Regions from separate parts of the Oryctolagus cuniculus genome. Here region 2 is linked to region 1. A link is a contact called in public Micro-C data. All regions are on one chromosome and are shown on one strand. Each heading gives the region's core, a stretch centred on a gene start, on an enhancer-like site or on the middle of the called end of the contact. The rest is flanking DNA. Distances are from core to core; before and after follow the strand shown.

What was found. A called contact is a pair of places that touch in the nucleus more often than the background predicts.
Region 2: a contact with region 1 is called in a Micro-C map of ear pinna, with 2.8 times the contacts expected there. The contact joins the promoter of SENP3 here to the promoter of KCTD11 in region 1. A contact is called at or near these places in 2 of 6 Hi-C or Micro-C datasets (ear pinna and an unstated tissue).

The regions. Positions count from the first base shown.
Region 1 is chr17:51,945,191-51,949,216 of mOryCun1.1, forward strand. KCTD11 (potassium channel tetramerization domain containing 11) reads left to right here and starts at 2,116. Exons shown (of 1, transcript XM_008270790.4): 1 at 2,116-4,026. The coding sequence starts at 3,204. The coding sequence ends at 3,902. It overlaps ACAP1 (ArfGAP with coiled-coil, ankyrin repeat and PH domains 1), which reads left to right. Exons shown (of 22, transcript XR_001795229.3): 18 at 158-330; 19 at 652-761; 20 at 840-1,030; 21 at 1,276-1,325; 22 at 1,642-1,826.
Region 2 is chr17:52,130,039-52,134,064 of mOryCun1.1, forward strand. It overlaps SENP3 (SUMO specific peptidase 3), which reads left to right and starts at 2,035. Exons shown (of 11, transcript XM_051825241.2): 1 at 2,035-2,512; 2 at 3,791-4,026. The coding sequence starts at 3,802. TNFSF13 (TNF superfamily member 13) reads left to right here. Exons shown (of 6, transcript NM_001105676.1): 1 at 1-44; 2 at 377-455; 3 at 614-661; 4 at 819-937; 5 at 1,160-1,298; 6 at 1,502-1,830. The coding sequence ends at 1,611.

The DNA of each region.
Region 1 (4,026 bases), core at 866-3,365:
CACGACAGGGGCCTGCACACATGCACGCTGCCACTTCCACAGGCCCACACCCAGGCGTGGCATCTGCCTCCACCATCCCGACCACCCCACTGCAGCATCGGGGGCTGTGCGGGGGGAGGGTTTTCTTCCCAGTCTCAGAGCTCGTTCCCCCTAACAGAGCCCCCGTCTGAGGACCTGGGAAACCTGCACCCTGGGGCCCTGCTGTTTCGAGCTGCTGGGCACCCACCATCCCTCCCCACCATGGCCGATGCCCTTGCGCACGGAGCTGACGTCAACTGGGTCAACGGGGGTCAGGAGAATGCGACGCCACTGATCCAGGCCACAGCTGCTGTGAGACCCGTGCAGCCCTCCCTGTCTCCCTCACCCCTCCCCCAGCCTGCTCCCTGAAGCCCCCACGCTGTAGGGAGAGATGAGCAAACTAGATCAGGTGTTAGGAATGTGTGATTGGAGGCAGAGAACCTGAGTTGGAATCCAGGAGAGGCTGAACTAGTTACACTAGTTACTAACCTCTCTCTAGTGCACTCTCTTTGTTATACTTTGGATTTAACAAATGCCTGTGATGAGTTAGACACTCAGCTGTAACCCCCCATTACCATACCCACCTCTAAAGATGCCACACCCCCGACCTGTCCCCTCCCCTTCTTGATGCAGAATTCTCTTCTGGCCTGTGAGTTTCTCCTGCAGAACGGGGCGAACGTGAACCAGGCAGACAGTGCGGGCCGAGGGCCCCTGCACCACGCTACCATTCTTGGCCACACTGGGTAGGGATGACGACCCTGGGGAGGAAGGCTCTGGGGCGGGGGAGGGGAGGGCCTTCTGAACGTGGCCATTGTTTCCAGGCTTGCCTGCCTGTTCCTGAAACGGGGGGCCGACCTGGGGGCCCGGGACTCTGAAGGCAGGGACCCTCTGACCATCGCCATGGAAACAGCCAACGCTGACATCGTCACCTTGTGAGACGGCGCGAGGGGCGGGGCTAGTGCTTGGACTATCCATTCGGGGCGGGGCTAGCGCGGAGACTGGAGCGTGAAAGGTGGGGCCCGGGAAGGGGCGGGGCCAGCGAGAGAGAGGGTGCACTCAGGATTAGGAAGGGGGGTGCTGGCAAGGTCTGGGAATGAGTTCAGCCAGCCAGCCAGCACTCAGGGACCCACACGCAGACGGGCATCTCTGAGACGCTAGACCCGACCCTAGGGAGACGGGAATGAGACACCCAGCTCAAAGGTTGGGGAAGGGGGAACAAGGGGACCGCCATTCATCCCTTAATTCCCTCTCCTCCAGGCTACGCTTGGCAAAGATGAGGGAGGCCGAGGCCGCCCAGGGCCAGGCAGGTAGAGTATCCACTCACCCCACGCCCCATGCCTGAGCCCTGGGCTTCCGCCTGGTCACCTGTCCCTCCCCCCTTATACCCAACAGCATTGGTTAATACGATCAGTTATTCAACAAATATGTATGGGTGCATCTGACGTGCCAGGCCCGCGGCACAAAACACAGGCGCGGGTGCTGGGTGCAGGATGCACGAGGTCCCTCCACCCACGGCCGGCGGAAGCGCGTGCTCGGACCCGACCCGCCCCAGCTGCCCCGCAGCGCCCTTCCGCGCTCGGGCAGGGCTGTGCGGCCTCCCCAGCCTTTCCGCATCCCCTCCAGGAGATGAGACGTATCTCGACATCTTCCGGGACTTCTCCCTAATGGCGTCAGACGACCCGGAGAAGCTGAGCCGGCGGAGTCACGACCTCCACACGCTCTGATCCCCGCCTTCCGGGCCGCGCACCCCTGGCTGCCGCTCCCCACCGCCAGCCCCTTCCCATTAAAGCCTCAGTTCTTTGCTCTGCCTTCGTGGTTCGCTTCCTGGGCTTCACCCTCGGGGCGCCGCAGGGTGCAGGGGTCGGCTGGGAGCTCGTGACCCTCCCCGGGGAGGGAGGGGGCAGCTTCAGCCTCAGCTGGGGGCCCCGGGCTCTCGGTCCCGGCGCGAGGGGCCGCCCGTGCGGGGTGGGGGCCGGCCTTCCCTTAGCGGGAGCTGGCACGGCGCCGGGACGGAGAGAGCAGGCTCCAGCCACCCCGGCCCGGAGGCATCCCCGGAATTCGGCTGCTCAGCACCCGCCCCCTCGGGAGTTCCCCACGGGAGCCACTGGGAGGAAACTGGGCGCTGGCCCGGGGGATGGCCGGGCCTCGCTCGTGTTAGCGAGCAGGAATGGCGAACTCCGGCCCCCGCCAGGTTTCCAGACGTGAGGCCGAGCACACCTGCGGGGCTGTCGCGGCCGCATCCGGGGCGACGCGCCTGAGTCACCCCACCCCCGCCCGAGGCCGCCCGCCCGGCGCGTCCGCCCCGTCCCTCCGGCCACTCTGGGCCCCCGCCTCCACCCCAGCGGCGCGAGCCGGGCGGGGGCGGGGGGCGGGGCGGGGGCGGGGCCGTCTCTTAAAGGGCCCTGGCCGCTGCCCTTAGGCCACTTCCTGGGGGCGGAGAGGACCTCGGCGGCCGCGGCGACAACCGGGAAAGGCAGCGGCGTCCGGGTCCTGAGGCTCGCGCCAGCCTCCATCAGCGCCCTCGGACACTCCCAGCTCAGACGGAGGATTGTCGCTTCCCAGCCGGTATAGGGCGGCTCGGCCATCCGCTCCCATCAGCGCCTCCGCCTCCATCCCCTGGGACCCGTGCCCTGAGCCAAGCCAGGCCTTCGACCGACCGGCCCCGGGGCCCTGCGTCGACTCGTCTACGGCGACATTGATCTGCCCAGGAACTCGGAAGCTGAACCCTCCGAAGAGTTGGCCCTGAGCTCGCCACTGTCACCTGCTGAGTGGGATTCCTGAAACCCATTGTCGGCATATCTCCCAAAACCGGATAAGCCTGCACTGAGAACTCCTTCCCCTCTCTGACTGCTCTCTGCTGTTAGCTGCTCTCCCAGCCTTTCAGGAATCTCTGTGCCTGAAGCCAGCCCTCCCTCAGGCCCCCACCCCATCTCACACAAGGTAGCCGGGGTGAACTCCTTGCCTTGCCTCCCGGGCCTCCAACCTAGCCTGAACCTCACCACCCAATTCTGCACACACCCAGGGAATTCGATCTTTCCTTCTCCTTCGGTGCCTCCTGTACCCCCAAAATTTCCCCTCCTCCTGTGCCCTCCCCGCCCCCCTCCTTTGGGGGCCCTGTGACCCTGAATGTGGGGGGAACGCTATACTCCACCACCCTGGAGACCCTGACCCGCTTCCCAGACTCCATGCTGGGGGCCATGTTTAGGGCGGACACGCCCATGCCCGCCAGCCTCAGCCCCCAAGGAGGGGGCCACTACTTCATCGACAGGGACGGCAAGGCCTTCCGACACATCCTCAACTTCCTGCGCCTGGGCCGCCTGGACCTGCCCCGTGGCTACGGAGAGACAGCTCTTCTCAGGGCAGAAGCCGACTTCTACCAGATCCGGCCCCTCTTGGATGCCCTGCGGGAGCTGGAGGCCTCTCGGGGGACCGCTGCGCCCACAGCCGCCCTGCTCCACGCAGACGTGGACGTCAGCCCGCGCCTGGTGCACTTCTCGGCCCGCAGGGGCCCGCACCACTACGAGCTGAGCTCCGTCCAGGTGGACACCTTCCGAGCCAACCTCTTCTGCACTGACCCCGAGTGTCTGGGGGCCTTGCGGGCCCGATTTGGCGTGGCTGCTGGGGACAGGGCAGAGGGGGGCCCTCATTTCCGTCTGGAGTGGGCCCCCCGCCCTGCGGAGCTCCCCGAAGCGGAGTATGGGAGACTGGGGCTACAGCCGCTGTGGACTGGGGGGCCGGGAGAGCGGCGGGAGGTGGTGGGCACGCCGAGCTTCCTGGAGGAGGTGCTGCGGGTGGCCCTGGAGCACAGCTTCCGCCTCGACTCCGTCTTCCCTGACCCCGAGGACCTGCTGAACTCGCGGTCCCTGCGCTTTGTCCGGCACTGAAGATGCTGCCATCAGCTTGATCGTGGGAAGGGAGGGAACGGGGCGGCCAAGGAGGTAACGGGGCTCCTGCACCTCGGGAGCTGGGAGAGTCGGGGTCCCGCTGCACCTGATGTGGGCGGGAATC
Region 2 (4,026 bases), core at 785-3,284, 180 kb after region 1:
CCCAGAAGGGGCACGAGTACCCCTGGCAGAGCCTCTGGGAGCAGGTGAGTGAGGGGAGAGGGTGCTGGGGGAGAAGGATGGGCGGCAGGAGGGTTTCTGGACCCCTCGGTTCCGGCCTCCTGGTGTGCAGACCTCCAAGTGGGTGCGAGAGAGGGTCCTGGGTTTGGGAGTCAGAGGGAGCGGCCATACCAGGAAAGGAAACTGTTAAAGATTAATGCCTCTCGTACCTAACAGAGCCTGGAAGCCAGCCAGCACCAAGACGCAGGGTGCCAGGAACGGTGCATGAGAGATTTGAGGCTTTCCCAGTGCCGGGGGTAGGACAGCGGTCTGGGACCCTTGCTTTCTAGTCTAACCCTGCCCCTCTTTCCATGAGCAGAGCCCCGATGCCCTGGAAGCCTGGGTGAATGGGGAGAGACCCCGGAGAAGGAGAGCACTGCCCACCCAGAAACAGAAGAGTGAGGCCTCCGGGGTGCAGCAGGGTGGGAGGTGATCGAGCAGTGCCGGGACCGTCAGCTCGAGCCTGGAGCCTGGAGCCGGGGGAGGGTGGAGGGCGGGCAGCAGGGCAGCCGCAGCAGGTGGACGCTGCTGAGATTCCTCCGTCTCTCCTCCTCAGAGAAGCGCTCACTTCTTCACCTTGTTCCCATTAACATCACCTCCAAGGGTGAGCACCTCTTAAATCAGAGCTTTTGGGGAGGGGCAAGAACTGGGAACTCTGGGGCTGGCACCTGGGCCAAGAGAATCTTCGAGGTGAAAGGAGGAGGGCCAGTAAGAGCCTGAGAGCGCCCAGAAATCCTGACCACCACGCCGCTTATCTGCAGAGGACTCTGATGTCACAGAGGTGATGTGGCAGCCAGCTCTTCGGCGTGGCAGAGGCCTGGAGGCCCAAGGATACGTTGTGCGAGTCTGGGACACTGGAGTTTATCTGCTGTACAGCCAGGTAACCCCAGACTTCCCCTGAGCCTCACACCGGGGGCCCGAAGGCTGGCTCTTTGCTGTTCTCCCAGAGCCTACAGGCCCGGATGCTGAGGGTTCCCCAGGCCTCTGCTCCAAACCTTGGAGACCCTTGCTCCTCCCCTGGCCCCGGTGTGAGGGCTCCTGAGGCCTCCCAGGACTTGCACCATGCCATCTGGTCTTCTTCAACTTCTCCCCTCCCTGCCAGGTCCTGTTTCATGATGTGACTTTCACCATGGGTCAGGTGGTCTCCCGGGAGGGTCAGGGAAGACAGGAGACTCTATTCCGATGTGTATGCAGTATGCCCTCTGACCCGGATCGGGCCTACAACAGCTGCTACAGTGCAGGTGGGAGCCACGTGGACAGCCGAGGGGGTGGGCGTGAGGACACGTCTCTGACCTGGGGGTGCAGGGAGACACACTTGGAAGCCCGGGTGTAGAGGCAGATGTGAGAGATGACGGGCGCAATACCCCGGACCCTACAGGGACCAGAGGAGGGGCTGGAGAGGGCTGGGGGACCGTCAGTGAGCATCGCATTTCTGTTTTCTCAGGTGTCTTCCATTTACACCAAGGAGATATTCTGAGTGTCGTAATTCCCCGGGCAAGGGCAAAATTCAGCCTCTCCCCACATGGCACCTTCCTGGGGTTTGTGAAACTGTGATTGTGTGTTATCGAACGTGGTTCTGAGCTTGGAAGACCAGCGTGGTACCTATCGGATACAGCCAGGAGCCGACTAGACAAAAGGACAGTGCATGGGCAAGGGGCTGAGACCGCTTCTGGGGTTTGACTCGAGTCTCTGTTCCTCCCTCTTCCCTCTCCACTCCCAGTGCCCCAGCCTTTGACGTAGTGGACATTAAAGAGCTAGAATGTCTTGCTTTTAGCCCCCAACCAAATTCTTGTGTGCGTCTGTGGTGGCGGGGGCCGTGCCAGGCATGGTGTAGACCTGCCACCTTCGGGTCCGCTGGAACGCATCCAGGACAGCACCACCATCTAGTGGCAGCTGGAGGGACTCGCTCTGCCTCCTGGCAGCAGGCCACGGAGCCGCCCTCCGCTCGGGGAAAACCCCGGTTCCCTCTGCCTCTTCACTCCACCAGACGCCGCCGGCTCACTTCCTTCTCTCCGTCTGCTGCGCGCGCTTCCACCGCCATCCTACGGGTCTCGCTATCACGCGCCCGTCTGCGGCGGGGGCCCGACAACGACGACGGGCTCTGTGCGGGACCCACGTTTTGCCTTTCACGCTCTCCATTCGCGTGGCGTGGCAGGCACTCACCCGAGGCCTCTCCGGGCTGGGACTGGCCCCCGGCAGCCTTGGCTAAATCGTACGCCCCCGCGCGGGTCCTGCCTCCCTCCTCTGAGCTCGCTCTTCGGCTCAAGCCCTGCCTAAAGTTGAATAAATTGAATGAATGAAGGGATGATACAGCCCCGGCTCCATTTCCTCGCCTCAGGCCTGTCCCTGCACCAGAATCTCCCTGCTCATCGGGCTCTCGGGTGCTCCATTGACGGGACAGCCAGGCGCAGGCCCGCCAGAGTGCAGAAGGCAGGCCTACGCCGCGGGGCGTGAGGTAGGACGGTGCACGCATGCGCAAGTGGGCGAGAGGCCGGGCCGCCACGCGCCGCCAGGTCAGCGGGAGTGCGCAGGCGCAGTCCTACGTAGGGCTCGGGGGCGGGGAGGTCCGGTCGCTCTCGGGTAGGTGGGACTGGGCGCGTGGTGGCCGCGCCGGCGCCGTTCGCCGGGTGTGACGTACTAATCCTGCGCCGCCACAGCCGGTGGGCCTGGGGCTCGCGGGCGGGGAAGAAGGAGGAGGAGGGGGAGGTGGTGGCGGTGGTGGTGGAGGTGGAGGCTGAGGGAGAGCCGAGAGGCGGCCACGGCGGGGCGGCGCGGCGGCACGGCGCGCGCCCCAGAAGCGTTGGAATCCTGAAGTGAGGCGGCTGCGCCTGAGGACAGCAGGAGTGGCGGGGCCGCCGCCGTCGCTGGAGAGATGAGCCGGGAAGCCTGAGGCCAGAGACGCCCGCCCTCGGGCCCGTCCGCCCGGCTTCCCCGCTCCGGGTGAGGACGCCCCTTCCCCTCCCCCAGCCTTGCCGTGGCTCCTTCCACTCCTGGGTCTCGCTCCCACCGAACCGCGGCCAAGAAGCCCCCCGGAGGGACTTCTTAGGGCCCTGCTACACCGAGCTTGTAGGACCATACCCGTGGTGGGACGCAATTCTGGTCCCCGGGGATGAGGCGGGAGAGTGGGCTGGGCCGGCTCAGCTCGCTCGGCGCGGTTCTGGCCCAGCGCCTTGATTGGGCTGCCTCATCGTTCTTTTTTCGGTTTCGTTCAAACCCCCCCCCCCCTTTTTTTTATCAGACTCTGTGCCCTGAGCCGTAGCCCTGGCACCCTCGTTCCCACTGAGAGACCGCAGAGCGGGTCCACACCCCCCATTCAACAACTGTCTCGTGGTTTCCCTGAACTTGTGGTGTTTCAGGCACCTCAGTGTTATGTCAGGGTTCCTGTGCTGGATCATCTCCCTGAGCAAAGAAATGACCCTTAGTAGGCTCTCAACGGACAACCTCTGTTGGAACTGAAATCGAAAAGCAAAGCCTGAAAATACTGCGTTCGACCTGGGGATCTGCGAAATGCGATCCCTGAGGCCGACCGCTTGGCCATCTTCCTTTGGGAAAGATAATGGCACAGACCCGGAGAGGGTCTCTTGTAGACTGTGCTCATTGGGAAGATCTAAACTTTTGAGCTTTGTGATACCCTCTTCCCTTAGTTTATTTGCATCCGAATTCAGAGGAGGCTGCCGAGGATCTGGTGGTTAGGATGTTCCGATTCTGATATTCAGACCTTTGTTTTTTACAGGGTGCTGGAAGATGAAAGAGACCACACAGGGGACCGGGTCTTGGGGGCCTGAGCCTCCGGGACCTGGCATAGCCCCAGCTTACTCAAGCCCCAGGCGGGAACGTCTTCGTTGGCCCCCACCCCCCAAGCCCCGACTCAAGTCAGGTGGAGGGTTTGGGCCAGATCCTGGGTCCGGGACCACAGTACCAGCAAGACGTCTCTCTGTCCCTCGACCCTCTTTTGATGCATCAGCTAGT